Regions from separate parts of the Mus musculus genome. Here region 2 is linked to region 1. Evidence: chromatin contacts called from public Micro-C data. All regions are on one chromosome and are shown on one strand. Each heading gives the region's core, a stretch centred on a gene start, on an enhancer-like site or on the middle of the called end of the contact. The rest is flanking DNA. Distances are from core to core; before and after follow the strand shown. Region 1 has its middle 27 kb from the start of Gm40445. Region 2 overlaps Sptb (spectrin beta, erythrocytic).

Region 1 (3,886 bases), core at 855-3,354:
GTGTGTGTGTGTGTGTGTGTATGTCTTTGTGTGTGTGTGTGTGTGTATCAGTGTATATTTGTTTATGTGTCCATATGAGTGTGTGTGTATTTGTGTGTTTGTATCTGAGTGCTTGTGTGTGAGCGTTTGTATGTAAAAATTTTATAAGTGTGTTGTCTTTGTGTGTGTGTATGTGAGTATGTTTGTATATGTGTCTGTGTGAATGCTTGTGTGTATGTATGTGTGCGAGTGTTTGTGTGTTTATGTGTTATCTGTGTGAGTGCTTGCATGTGTCTATGTGGGTGCTTGTGTGTGTTTATATGTGTGTGTCTGTATGAGTGCTTGTATGTGTGTGTTTGTGTTTATGTGTGTGTGTGTGAGTGTGTGAATGAGTGTGAGTGTGAGTGATGATTTGAGAGAGGTTCTCGTTATGTAACCCAGGATGACCTCAGACTCCCCTGTCTTCCCCTGCAGCAGTCTCCCAATTGCTGGGGGTAAGAGATGCTTAGGATCTACAAATACACATTTGGGATTCCAAGCAGAAAGGATGCTTGGGAGTGTGCCCACATCCTCTGGTTATTACAAAAACCCAGAGGTCTGGGGAGAAAAAGCAAACCACCCGCCTTGTCTGCAGGCACAATGTGGGTGTCCTCTTTCCCACAGCATGTAGACATTTTTCTTATGCCCCTTCTGTAGATGAAGAAACCAAGCCCAGCATGGGCAACTTGTTCCAAATCACACGCTTATTAAGTCACAGAGCCAGGGTTTAAAGCCTGGCCTGATGGATTTCAGATCTCAAGATTTCTGGATTTCTAGACATTTTCCTTTTTCAGTCAACTGTACTTTCCCCCAGGATTCCCTCGTGAAATGAAAATCCACATTACAACCTAGATAGCAGCAAAAAGAAAGGACCTACAGCATGGCTGGGAATGCCAGCAACAGAGATACCCAGAGCCCAGAGCCTAGGGGACCGGGAGGGCACAGGTTCCAGCAGCTGTTGGGCTTTTCAGGAACTGTTTGTGGGGAGATAACTCTGCACAGGTATGGAGACCAACATCCTAGGCAGGGCACATAGACAAGTTTCCCTCAGCCATCTTGGAGGGAGGGAAGGGGTTAAAGCTTTGCAGACAGAGAGCAGGAAGGAGGTTAGTGAGCTACAGTCTGCTGTTACAGCCAAGGAAACTGAGGTCCAACAGAACAAGTGAAATCAAGCCGACAAGCACAAGGTGGCATCCGGACTGCCAGGGCATTGTGCAAATGGGTTCTTTTTTCAATCAGCAAGCCAAGTATCTCAAAAGAGATAATCTAACTGGCCCATCCTCTTTGGAGCAAGGACCGCAGACCCAGCTCTGTTAAGTGCACCACAGGCTATAGTAACCGTGTAGATGAGAGGTGTTCTGGTAGCTTTTGTAGGATGCATGAATGATGTGTGTTTGTTCCCCAGGCTTGCCCTGGTATAAAGGTGCTGGGGATCAGAGAGCCTGGAGAGATGGAGAGATAGCTCCCGGGGTTGAGAGAACCTGTTGTTCTTGCAGAGAACTAGGACTCATTTCCCAGCACCTACACTGTAACTCAAACCGTCCTTAGCTCTGGTTCCAGGAATCCGATGCTGGCTTCTGACCTCTATGGACACTGCATACGCATGGTAAACATGCAAAAACCTCAAACACTTAAAAAACAAACAAACAAACTCTGGGGTTCGGGTTAAGATGAGTGCTTCCGGCCGGGTGGTGGTTCATGTCTTTAATCCCAGCACTCAGAGGCAGGGTATCTCTGAGTTTGAGGCCAGCCTGGTCTACAGAGTGACTTCCGGGACAGCCAGAGCTACATAGAGAAACCCTCTCTTGACTCTCTTGAGGTGGGGATGGGAATGAGGGCTGGGGAGCAGGAAGGTGTGAGGGGTGGAGGTGGGGAGTGAGCTGTCCCCGTCTGGTTATCGGTTTACCCTGATATGCTCTTAATCTTGGTCCGGATAACCTGCTTCCAGCCCGCCTCTCTTTCGGGAGCTAAATGATGCTCTCTTTAGATTGAGGGTTTTAAATTCTTGTTTCTGTAAGGATTTCCGAGCACGTATTTAGCTCCCCCGCTTCTTTCTTCATGTCCTCTAGGGGGCAGAAGTGAGCCGCTTGTCCATTCTTTGGGACTGATCCTTCAGACTTCTCCAAACTTTTATAAGAAAGCAAATGCCCAGGGGGCGACCAGAAAGGCAGATAGTGAGTATGCTTTCTCTTTAGATTGAAATATGATCTCGGGCCAGCAAGATGGCTCAGAGGGTAAAGGCTCCTGCTGCCAAGCCTGACTAACCTGGGCTTGTTGGCACGAGCGTGCCGCACTCCCCTCTCCACAAGATTAATAAATAAAGTATGTAAAAATTAAAACAGTATGATCTAGGGCCTATGATCTGGGGCCTGGTGTGATGTGGTGGCACAAGCCTTTAATTCCAGTCCTTAGGAGGTAAAGGTAGACAGATCTCTGTGAATTTGAGGCCAACTTGATGTACATAGTAGTTCTGGGCCAGCCAGAGCTACATAGTGACCAAGTGAGATCCTGTCTCAAAAAAATAAAAAAAAGGAGAGTTGAATGGTGGCAGTGCTTGCCTTTAATCACAAGGCTCAGGAGACAGAGGCAAATGTAGCTCTATGAGTTCCAGGTCTTCAGCAAAAGTCCCAGGACAGCCAAAGAAGGTTATACAGAGAAACCCCGTCTCAAAAACCCAAAATTACCAAAACATCACCACCACTATCATCATCATCAAGAGAAACATTCTTTGAGAGAAAATATTGGTAGGAACTGAGGCTCCAAATTCAGTCTCCAGTCTCAAACAAGTGTTGGGAGAAAGTTTTCTGCTTTTGTTGTCCCAGCAGGCTACATGAGACCCTGTCTCAAAGCAAAGAAGAAAGAAGAAGAAGAAGAAGAAGAAGAAGAAGAAGAAGAAGAAGAAGAAGAAGAAGAAGAAGAAGAAGAAGAAGAAGAAGAAGGTGGAGGAGGAGGAGGAGGAAGAGGAGGAAGAGAGGAGGAGGAGGAGAAAGAAAGAAAAAAGGAAAAAGAAAGAAAGGAAAGAAGAGAAAAGAAAAGGAAAAGAAAGGAAAGGGAAGAAAAGGGAAGAAAAAAACTTGAACATGACCTAAGGCAGTGGTTCTCAAACTGTAGGTTGGGCCCCCTTTGTAGGGTGTCAAAAGACCCTTTAAGCTGGATTCCTAGCATCCAATAAAACTGAGTGACCTTCTGCTTATCAGATATCTACATTATAATTTGTAACTAGCAAAATTACAGTTATGAAGTAGCAACAAAAATTATCTTATGGTTGGAGGTCACCACCATCTGAGGAACTGTGTTAAAGGGTTGCAGCATTAGGACACGGTTGAAAACCACTAGTCTAAGGTCTCTCTGTCAAGAAGTCAATAACCCTGAGAAAAAGTTCTCCCATTGAGGGAGCCAGGATCCCTAAGCTAAATTCTCTACACTTTGCCACTTCTCCCCCCACCCCACCCCCACCCCCACCTCTGCCCCACCCTTGGAGACCAAGTTGCCTCTCTGGTAGAAAGCCAGGGATACCCGTCCCTGGAGTGTAGCCTTCTGACAGGCTTACAGTAGATGGAGCAGGCCTTGAAGTCCCTGGATATTGGGGACACAGACACCACGATGACTGACGGTGAAGAATGAGGAGAGAAACGGATGAGAGGGTAGCCTTGAAGCTCAGCGGAAGTGGTAGTGTACATGAATTTCATTCCTTAAGGACTAAGCTTCTGGGGTGGATGGAGTCAGGGGTGAGGGGGCAGGTGTCAACACTGATCTGAAGGCAGAGTTTTTGTGTTCCCAGAGGCGAAGAGAAAAGCCTCCAGAAGAAAAGAAAATGTAGGGCTAGGCATATGTCTTAGCTGTGCTCACAAAGCCCTGAGCCGGATTC
Region 2 (3,821 bases), core at 1,290-3,789, 150 kb after region 1:
TCTCATTGCTATTTAATTTATGTGTCTTCCCCACAGTTCTTCTCCAGTTCCACTCATGCTAATTAATTGTGAGCACAGTTCATTTTTCCCTATTAGATTATAAGTCCTTAGAGACTGATGCTATATTGAATTTATCTCTGCGGTTCCCCCACTTTCCTTTCATGTTTAGCTGGGGGGATAGATTTAAACTTTGTGGCCATACAACATATAATTACTAAAATGAAATTTACCTAGGTTTCCAGTGTGTGTATATGTATGTCTGTGCATGTGTGCACCCATATGCACACATGTACACATTAGCTGTGAAACAGATCATGGATCGGGTCCTATGATGACAAAAGAGAGGAGATGCCACAGTCCCTTCTTGGAGTGAGAAGCCATTCCCAAGGGGCCTAAGTCCCTGCTCCTGCCTCCAGATTTCCCAGGAACAATGGTGTCTGAGAATAAAGTGGAGAGGAAAGGAAGAGACAACTTAAGCAAGGCCGTAAAACAGAGAATCTTTGTCAAGGCCAAAAGTGCTTATGGGAAAGCCTGAGACTTTCTGGCAAGGTAGAAGATGGCAGCAGGCAGTGATTGGTGTTCAGGTCCAGTCAGGTAAAGGCTAGCTCCTCCCACTCACACACACAGCCCATAGAGCTCAAAGTTTCTTTATTGGCCAAAGATTTAGGGTCAGTTCTCTTGAGTCAAGTTCCAGGGAGACAATAGAAGCAGTTAGTAAAGGAGGGAAAGGGTCCTAAAAAAGCAGATCTCAGCTAGCAGGCAGAGAAGTCATTCTACTAGAGATGTTAAGATATTCCCTGCCATGAGCATGTGCACACACACACACACACACACACAAACCACACTCTCAAAGGAGGAAAAGCCTTGTGCCATACTAGGGCTCACAAACAGAGGCTCCACCATAGCAAGGAAGGACAAGGATCTGGGGCGGGGGGGGGGGGGTTCGACTGTAACCTTCTGACCCCCATGGTCCTGAGCAGTACCTGTCAAGGCCTTGATCTGAAAGGGCCTGGCTGAGCTGTTCTCATAATCCAGCTATGAATAAATCAGTAAGACACTGCTAAGCACCAATCCAACCCCAGTTCAAGATGAGAGGCTTCATGCGGTAAATGTCCTTCCTAAGGCAGACTGGAAAGGATGGTCTCTGTTTACAATTTCCTACCTTCATTGGGACCACAGAGGAAGCAACGGTAATTGCTCTCTCCGTACATATAGGCAAGGTAGTAAGGGCACAGGTCACCTCTTGAACTTGTGCCTGTGTAGCCCCTCAGACACTCCTTACTCACATTTTTCACTTTGGTCCCAGGTCACTTGGAACAGAGACAGATGGCCGAACCACCCTCCACCAATGCCAGCATTTCCCTGACTCTCAGAACAATTGGGAGGAAGTTGAGGATTCTGGGACAAGCTGCTGAAGCCTGTATTCCCTGGGGAAAGGGTGCTCTCGGAACTTGGCAAAGGTGTTCCCAACACTGCCATATGAGAGCTCACATACAGAGGCTCCACCATAGCCAGGAGGGACATGGACCTGATAAGGATTATGACTGTAACCTTCTGACCCCCATGGCCCCAAGCAGTACCTGCCAAGGCCTTGATCCGTGACCTCTCAAAGAGCCTGGCTGAGCTGTTGTCATTATCCAGTTCGTCATCGGGGGCATCCCAGCGGGCGTTAATCCGGCTGAATGGTGGCTGGTTGCCCACGTTTTCAAACTCCGTGGCCGATGTCATGTCAGCAGGCTCTTCTTAGCAGCTGTGCCTGGCTCAGTCTTCATGGAAGGGTCCCTAGGGGACAGCAACACAGGCAAAGGGTTAGCATCCAAGCCCCTTGCTCTTTTTCTCGGTGGGGACTTATGAGGGAAGTCCAACAGAAGCAGATCCTATGGAAGCCACACACTGTCAGGGCAGTTTCTTCCCCTGGGGTCTCAGGGCCCTGTGTTACAAAATATTGCAGCAGGAGTAACGGCGGCATTGGCTGTGACAGTGACAGTGTTTGGGACAGGCTGAGAGCTGCATGCGGCAGGGTCAGGATGGCCAGCAGGTGGAGACATCAGTCCCAGTGAGCCAGCTTCCGTCAAACCTGCTGCTGCCTGGGCACTGGAGCAGCTTAAGAGACAGCTCTCCTGGGAACCAGAGGCTGGGGATTGTGGGATGGGCACTCAAGGAAGAGACACCTCACCTCAGTCAGGGACTAAGATCAGAAGTCTGCCTGGGGGGTGGGTGGAGACAAAGGCAGGTGTGGGGGGGGGATGACAGTTGCAGTTGACTGGGTCTGACTTAAACGGAACCAGTGTGGGGTTGGGTGGGGGTGGAGACATTGAGTCTATCAGGCTGCCCGCCCTGCCCCTGAGACTCCACCCTTAACAACAGAAGAAGTCAAGTTTCTTCTTGTTCTTTTTGTTTTGTTTTGTTTTCTTCTTGAAAGTGTGAGCAGTTGTTGGAATAAGGTCTCCTGTTGAATCCCTGACCAGTCCAAGCAGCCCAGAGAGCCAGGGTAGCAGTAGCAGGCACTGTACGTCATGACAAAAGGAGAACTGGGTATGTTAGGGACTGAGTGCCAAGAACCACGTGATTGGCAAATGCTTTCCAAGGAAGTCTGGAGGCACTCGTGGAAGGATGGGTCGAAAGGGACAAGAATCTAAACGAAAGGAAATATCAACACTGAAGATAAGAAGCAACAGCAAGAACCAGGGAGCCGGCGAGTAACTGGAGAATAGGAGATGTTGGGGAGAAAAGAGAGACAGGAGGTGGCAGCAGCGGCCATCTTGGTTACCAATGTTCACGGCCTTGGGAAAATTACTGCCTTCTCTCATCTGTGCCTGGGAACTTAAGAGATTCCAAGTTCAAGTCTGTACTTCAGAATGGGGGCCCAGAGCTTTCCCATTCACGAGAGTAACCATGGGTGGAAAGGCCAGGGAGGCGGGCAAACAACAAACATGAATAACTACTAAACTATACACCGTCTTTTCACATATGCCAACACGTGGGCTCACATCCCCAGGAGGTTCACACAGGCAGGAGGCACAATGCTTGCTTGCCACTCTGAGCGCGACTGCAGTGTTTGGACCTTACTCTTCAGACTTAGTCACTTCAGACTCTTGTCTCCCAGTCTGATAAATCAATCCCACCACATCCCTTTGAGGTAAGACAGGAGCCAAAATTATCATCTCTAACTGCACAAGGGAGAAAAAGACACAGGATGGGGCCTCCCCAAGGTCGTCTACCACTACTGTAGGGGCTTAGACAACAGGTCATGCTAGAGTCCTGTTATCACCCTTGACCGAAATGGTCTTAGGGATAGGGAGAGAGAATTGGGCCATTGGGAGAGTGTGTCCCAGATGCTAGCGCTGAACGAAGGTATTTACTGCTCAGGGCAAAGAGAACGTGCAAAGTGGGAAAGCCAGTCATTATCCTGAACACAGTATCCCCCACACCATGCCAGGCCTGTGCTCAAGACTACTGTTGTCCCTTTGAACAGCCCGTTCTCCGTAATGGACTAACTGCTTCTAGGGCTGGGCTGTCCTCTCGATGGTCTGAGCAGAGACAGCTGGGAAGGGTTTCCCTACTTCTCAAGCCTTTACTGCCTCCCCGGAGGAACGCAATGACCACTGACTTGGAAGTGTGAGTCAGACAGAGGCTGACAAGCTGACCACCACCTGCACAGCCACAAGCTTATCCAGAAGCCCCTGAGAGGGGCCAAGTTGTCAGATGTGAGGTAAGATCGCCTGTGAGCCCCAGAGGTAACCAGACCCTGGCTCACTCCCTTCATCCCAGGCTATTTTTAAGAGTGGCTGAGAGAGGCCCAGGCTGCGGGTCTGGGAGTG

The links. Hi-C and Micro-C count contacts between places; a contact is called where the count stands out from the background.
Region 2: a Micro-C map of the G1E-ER4 cell line shows a contact between it and region 1, with 2.1 times the contacts expected there. The contact joins two enhancer-like sites. A contact is called at or near these places in 4 of 484 Hi-C or Micro-C datasets (the G1E-ER4 cell line, bone marrow-derived macrophages and nephron progenitors).

What each region holds. Positions count from the first base shown.
Region 1 is chr12:76,494,402-76,498,287 of GRCm38.p6, forward strand. No RefSeq gene overlaps it. Among named protein-coding and RNA genes, the nearest start is that of Gm40445, 27 kb to the right of the region's middle. Within about 2 kb of position 2,105, at least 9 of the 459 cell types and tissues checked have an H3K27ac peak or open chromatin away from gene starts, as enhancers often do. A contact at or near this core is called in the G1E-ER4 cell line, where this site is marked.
Region 2 is chr12:76,648,197-76,652,017 of GRCm38.p6, forward strand. It overlaps Sptb (spectrin beta, erythrocytic), which reads right to left. Exons shown (of 36, transcript NM_013675.3): 2 at 1,581-1,782. The coding sequence starts at 1,728. Among named protein-coding and RNA genes, the nearest start is that of Sptb, 60 kb to the right of the region's middle. Within about 2 kb of position 2,540, at least 20 of the 459 cell types and tissues checked have an H3K27ac peak or open chromatin away from gene starts, as enhancers often do. A contact at or near this core is called in the G1E-ER4 cell line, where this site is marked.